2 separate regions of the Anser cygnoides genome follow, and region 2 is linked to region 1. A link is a contact called in public Hi-C data. All regions are on one chromosome and are shown on one strand. The core of a region is the stretch at or near the end of the contact, and the rest is flanking DNA. Distances in the headings are between cores, read along the strand shown.

Region 1 (3,296 bases), core at 363-2,862:
GGGCCAAGAGCTGCATGTCCGTGTCCAGAGGACCTGGGGAAATAAAGCAGAAGAAATCACAAACTCTGGTGCCCGTTCTCCTTCTGCACCTGGAGGAATATCTCCTCTTATAAAGCCAGCAGCAATTAATGAGCCCCCCTGCTCACCCGGGGCGTAGTTGAGCACGCGGACGTCGGGCTCCTCCAGCGCCAGCACCTGGAACATCATGTCCCGGGCAGCCTTCCCGCTGCAGTACAGCGCCCAGTTCTTGAAGGGCTTCAGGGCGCAGAGGGAGGAGATGTTCACCACCGTCCTGCTCGAGCCGGGGCGCTTCCCAAAGGCCTGCAGGGCGGCGGTGGTGATGCAAAGCGCCGAGGTGATGTTGAAGGCGAAGTAGGTGTTGATTTCATCCGGGTCGGTGAGGTCAAGGAAGGATTTGGAGACGTCTCCCAGGGAGCCTTGGAACAAAGGACAAGTGAGGCTGGAGTAGTTAAATACGGGTCAAACAATGTCCGTATTTGCACCCACATTTCCACAAGCAACCCCCCAACACGGACAAGCACCAGGCAGCTTTGCTGGTCCAAGCTCTCCTGCCTAGATCAGGATCTCCTGGCAGAGCGAGGAGCTCGGCACGGCTCTGCTCAGGGTTTTGGGTCACCCCGAGCCAGCAGTGCCCACAGGCAGCACCACGGGGCAAGGACCTGCCCTGCCTGAACAAGCAGCTCCCAACCTTCGGCCTCAAGCGCAATGTCCCACGGGGCACCACACGCTCTGCGCCCGTTTGATCTTCCTGAACCAAGTCAGGGGAAGACCTGAGGCCCTGCTCCTGCAGTGCCGTTACCTACTGGAACGGTTGGCCTTATCACAGCAGTAATGGGGAAAAAGGGGGCCTAAGGCCAGCAGACTTTGGCCCTAAAGCCAAAAAAAACTGCACACAAGGCAGGGCCAGAAGATTTTCTGGAGGACAGAGCTCGGGGAGCGAGGCCGGAGGAAGGCAGGGGGCTGCAGGAGGGGGGGTGGAGTGGCTGCAGGAGCCTCGGCAGCAGCAGAGCACGGAGCTCCTGCGCCACATCCCAGCAAGAAGCGGTCCCGGCGCTGCTGCCCGAGCTCCCCGGCCCCGTTCACAACGAGCCCCCGGCAATCCCCCCGCGCCCACCCTCTCCGTCAGGGACCCCGAGCCCGGGAGTTACCGGCGTTGTTGACGACGAGCAGGGGGCCGGGCGGCGCCGAAGGCAGCAGCTCCCGCAGGGCCTCCTCCGCCTTCCGCAGCCCCTGCCGGGAGCTCAGCTCGGCGGCCACGCACTCCACCCGCAGCCCGGGGGCGGCGGAGCCCCGCAGCTCGGCCGCCAGCTGGGCCAGCGGCGCCTCGGAGCGGGCCAGCAGCACCAGCAGCGAGCCCCGGCCCAGCCGCGGGGCCAGCAGCCGCGCCAGGCTGCGCCCGAAGCCCCGCGAGGCGCCCGTCAGCACGCAGGAGGCCGGGGGCCAGCGCTGCGGCCCCGCTCCCGGCCCCGCTCCCGGCCCCGCTCCCGGCCCCGGCTCCATCGCGGCGCGCCACGGCGGGGGGCGTGGCTTAGCGCCCCCGCGACGTCACGCGCCCCATTCATGCCCCCGCGACGTCACGCGCCCCATTCATGCCCCCGTGACGTCACGCGCCCCATTCATGCCCCCCCGCCGCCCCCTCAACGGCCGCTCCGCCCGCGCCAGCTCCCATTGGCTGCCGCCGCCCCCGCCCGCGGCCCGGTGGGCGGGGCCAGGGCTCGGCTCTACTCCCGCCGCGCCCCCGCCCCGCGGGGCTTCTCCAGCGCGTTTTGGCCCCAAATCGGGGTTTTGGCCCCATAACAGTTGTTTTTTTTTTTTTTCCCCCACGATATATTTTTTTCCCACGATATATATTTTTTCCCGATATATTTTTTTCCCGATATCATTTTTTTTCCTGATATATTTATTTTTCCCCCGATATAATTATTTTCCCCGATATAATTATTTCCCACAAATGTAGTCTTTTTTCGCCCAATATCAAATTTTTCCCCCTACATAATTTTATTTTTCCTCGATATCTTTTTTTTCCGATATATTTATATATTTTTTGCCCGATATCATGTTTTTTTCCCGACATAGTTTTTTTTTTCCCCAATTATTTTTTCCCCTGATATACTTTTTCTTCCCAATATTTACTTGTTGGTTTTTTTTTTTACTGATACAGCTTTTTTTTTTGCCCCCATTTGATTTTTTTTTCCCTATAACATTTTATTTTTTATTTTCCAGTGCAGCTGTTGTGCCTGTTACCCTGATCCAGACCTTCCATACCCAGCGCTGCCGCTCCATGCGCTGCTGGCCTCTTGGCCTCTGTACCCCTTTGTGCTTGCTGTTCACCAGTGTGCCATTAAGAGGGGTTGGTTCTTTGCAAACCCAGTGTTGGCTCTGCCAGAGAGCCCTGGGCACACTGGGATGAGCCCAGCATCACCCCCTGAGCTGCCGCAGGGCCTGGGGCACCTCTGCTGTGAGGAGAGGCCGAGGGAGCTGGGGCTGCTCGGCCTGGGGACGAGGAGGGCAGGGGGATCCCGTCCGTGTCCGCCGAGCCCCGCAGGGAGGTGCGGAGAGGCCGGAGCCAGGCTCTGCTCAGCGGTGCCCAGGGCCAGGCCCAGAGGCCGCGGGCCCAGCGCGGAGCCCCGGCGGCTCCCCCTGCCCCTCAGGCAGCACTGCTGGGCCGGGCGGGTGCCGGAGCCCTGGCACAGGCTGCCCAGAGCTTGGGGGGCTCCTCCTGGGGGAGCTTCAGCAGCCGCCGGGACGTGTCCCTGGGGGGTACACGGGGGGGCCCTGCCCACCTCAGCCACGCTGGGATCCTGGGATTAGGTGGCAAAAGTGTGGCCCGATCCCAGAGAGTCCTAAAGCCCTTTGTAAATAAATATTTCAGTGTGTGAAGATGCAGCCAGCTTTCCAAGAGGGCTGTTGGAAGTGGGGCCCAGTGGGTGAGGAGCTAGCTGGCGGCTGGGCCCGGTCTCACCGCTCTCACATCCTGAGGACAGATGGTCCCCGCGGTGCATGAGCAGGTAACGAAGCGGAGTTTTGCTCCATTAAGCAGTCACAGCTGCTGCCGAAACCCTCGCGCGTTCTAATAAAGCATTAAAAATTCATGGCGTGGCAAAAGCCCAAGAGTGATATTTGTTTTGCTAAAGCAAATCTTACACGTTCGGCAAAATTAAGATCATCAGCAAGAAATAAGACAGTAAATGCGTATCTTTTTCGCGAGCAGCTTCTTGACGGCAGAACTCGCCTTCGTGGTTGCCAGATCTCCCTTCCCGCCTGGCAGCGCCCTG
Region 2 (3,296 bases), core at 403-2,902, 190 kb before region 1:
CAGCAGCCGCTGGGCGTTTTCCTCCGCCGTCTCCAAAGCCCGCAGGCAGTGATCGCAGGCTGTGGGGAGAAAACACAACCAGACACCCAGTGAGACGTGTGTTTAAGGGCCATATGATACACAAGACAAGCATGCTCACAGCCCGGTGTTTAAGGGACTTATGATACACGTGACAAGCATCCCCATTTTGCTGATCTCTGGTACAGCTCAGCCAACAGCAGGGTCTACGCAGGGCATGGCTCGGCTTGTGTCCAAACCCCACTTTTGCATTTCTTTTCTCCAAGTCACACCACATCTTCTCCTTCTGCCCTAGACCCAAAAGCACCAGCCCAGCAGAGCAGTTTAAGCCACAAACACTAAAAAAAAGTTTAAATCCTTGCTCTTCCTACCAGCGCTCTGCATTTTCACACCTCCAGAGAACACTGGCATCCTTGTGGGCTGTACCCTGTGCTGGGATAATCGGGATTGGCACCCAAACCACCCAAAAATCGGGGTCTCCACCCTCCCAGTGGCACATGGTGCTTTTTTCCAGCTCGATGGCTGGGTGTTTATCCCCTCAAACCGTGCCTGCTCCTTCAGCTTGTCGACAGCTCAGCGCAAAGCAAAACGCCAGCAGTGCCGCACGCCTGGCGGTGCCGAAACCAACCCAAAACCCCTTCCTTTGGGGAAAAAAAGAAAAAAAAAAAAAGGCAAGTTGTCGATGAAGCCGGCGGCTGCCATCGCCTCACCTCGGTAGTTGTACAGGGCGTTCCAGAGGAACTGGGAGGCCACCACCGGCCGCTCCACGAAGACGGTCTCCCCTTTGCGGATGCTCCTGGTGGCGAACAAGCCTTTCCCCTGCGAGGGATGAAACGTGGTTCAGGGGAGCCGGGAAGGGGCCACGCACCCCAAACCGAACCCCACCGGGGAGGTTTTCACCCCAAAACCGAGCCCGCCCGGGCACGGCGCTGGCTGAGGCGAGGCGAGGTGCGACCCCACCGAGGCAGCGCCGAGGCTTCTCCCCCCTCTCCCAACTGGATCCGCTGGGATCCATCAGGGCTGTGGTGGCACCGCGGGGCCAAGGGAAGGAAGGAGGAGAGCTGAGGGACAGCGGGAGGGCAGGACGCCCCTCGGGCCGGGCTCACCTTGGCGCTGCTGATGAACCGAGCCTCGGCCGCGGCCCCGGGCTGGGCTCCCGCCGCCGAGCCGCACACGTCCCCCGCCGCGGCGGCCATCTTCGGGCGGCGACTTCCCCGCTCTGACCCGCTGGGGGCGGGAAGCGCTTCCTCCTCCTCCTCCTCCTCCTCTTTCTCTTTCTCCTCCTCCTCTTCCTCCTTCTCCTCCTCTTTTTCCTTCTCCTCACCGGCCCGGGGCCGCGGCCGCCCTTACCCCTTCAGCCCCGCGGCCGGAGGGCGGGCGGGGGCCAGCCGCCATCTTAGCCCTCCCCTCACCTCGCCGCCACCCCGGTCCCCTCCAAAAACAAAAAAAAACACCTCAAAAAATCCTCCAAACGGGGCCGGGGAGCCTCCACTGGCAGCCGGGAGCACGACTGGCTCTCCACTATAAATTACTGTTTTATTTTAACCACCTTGACGGGGAAGGACAGCCCCTCTCAGGCGAGAAGGCGCTGTGCCCCTCACGGTGTGAGGAGACGTGTCCAGCTGCCCTCAAAACTGGCCCAGCCTTCTGCAAAATAAACACAAAATTTGCACACGTTAACATGCGCCCTTGCTTTCCGTTGCTTGGCCGTCTGCAAACGCCTAAAATCCATGAAAACAGAGAGTTTAGTTGTATTTAATCATACTTTAATTCATGCCGGCGCTGCCAGAGCCCGCTTGCACTCAGCCCCGCTCCTTGATCGCGGCTTTGGGAACGTGGGATGGTTTACTTTGGGGAGCTTTGGGTTTTTTTTCGGTGTCACTAGGTGTCACTGTCGGCTTGTGGTTCTCCTCCAAGTGGTTAAAATCCTTTTAGCTTTTTTTTTTTCCTGCGAGCCCCTGTTGGGAGCGCTGCTCTGCAAAGCCATGCCCGCAGTCCTGCAGACAAGGACGCGTGCACAGGTGAATAAATGCTACCTTTTGACTACTATTTTAATAGCATACTCACGCTAACAGCAGCAAGAGTAGCCATTAATGTAATAATAGCGCTATGTGTCCTCTTTCTGTAAGGTTTCAGTGGGAAGTCATAATGTAGGAGTACCAGCTTGAGCCATGACCCAACCCTTCTGCCCATGCTAACCCAATGTGGCATTTCTTACTATAAATGCAGTCCCAATTCTGCAGGAATTGGACAAAAAATATCTACTTTCAACCTTAACATGGGCTATCAATTTCCATTAAAAAAAAAGGGGGGGGGGGTGGGATGGAAACACATGTGCTTTTTTTGTTTGAATAAATTTCACATTAAAATTCAAGTGGTTGGAAATGTTTCCCCCCTGCTTTCTGACACTTACTCACAGGTTAAATTTCAGCTCATCAGTTTAAAAGCTGCCCTTGCTCAACTCCAAGTATTCAAGCCGAGGTCAGTGCGCAGGTTTACCAGCAAACACACAAGTGTGTGAGGGGGAAGTGCTTGTGTTTGTATTGGCATGTCAGGAATGAGAATGGGTCAGAGGAAAGCACATTTTGATGTCTTCTGCTGTTTGAAAGCGGCCGTTACTTTTTGACAACAGGAGTCTTATTAGGAGGTTTCCATTTTTTATTTTTTTTTTAAATCAGTTTCCCGGGAAACACAGAAAACCAAGCACAACAAAAAGGATGGACAGCCCATCCTCGGCAGCTGTGGGGCAAGAAGCCACCAAGGCATCGCTGCCCACCTAGAAACCAAGGTGATGCCAAACCCTGCCATCCCCACCCAGTCCCATTTCTTTTTTAAAATACGCTATTTTTATTAAGAAACAAATCAAATAAATAACACTTACCAAGAAAAAAAAAAAACTTATTTCTATAAATAACAATACAAGAGTAAAGTGATATGCAGTGTTGTGGGTCAGGAGGAGGCACAATGAATTATCCTGAGCTCGCGGCGCACTGGGACTGCAAGGTGACAGCCAGCGTGCGTAGCTGCTGCTGGTGTGGACACCAGCCCCAAAGCATTACTAAAACAGACAGGAAAGCCCAAACAATTATTTAGTCCCAGCCCCTCAGAGCCCTTCCACCCACCATACAACAGCGCGTGGTTACAGATGTGCTCGCCAGGCGCTCCGGGTGCTGCTTGCGCCGTGGTGTGTAAGGAGAGGAGAGAGCAGCTGCCGTCTGGGCCGGGATCAGCACATCTGGCCGAGGGCAGGGGGCCGTCTGAACCAGCAGAGGTGTTGG

The links. A called contact is a pair of places that touch in the nucleus more often than the background predicts.
Region 2: a contact with region 1 is called in a Hi-C map of liver, with 3 times the contacts expected there. The contact joins the promoter of SMYD5 here to the promoter of SPR in region 1. A contact is called at or near these places in 4 of 7 Hi-C or Micro-C datasets (fetal liver, granulosa cells and liver).

The regions. Positions count from the first base shown.
Region 1 is chr4:1,717,983-1,721,278 of Taihu_goose_T2T_genome, reverse strand. SPR (sepiapterin reductase) reads right to left here and starts at 1,612. Exons shown (of 3, transcript XM_048045642.2): 1 at 1,170-1,612; 2 at 147-437; 3 at 1-33. The coding sequence starts at 1,521.
Region 2 is chr4:1,903,261-1,906,556 of Taihu_goose_T2T_genome, reverse strand. It overlaps SMYD5 (SMYD family member 5), which reads right to left and starts at 1,652. Exons shown (of 13, transcript XM_048045611.2): 1 at 1,125-1,652; 2 at 729-837; 3 at 1-59. The coding sequence starts at 1,214.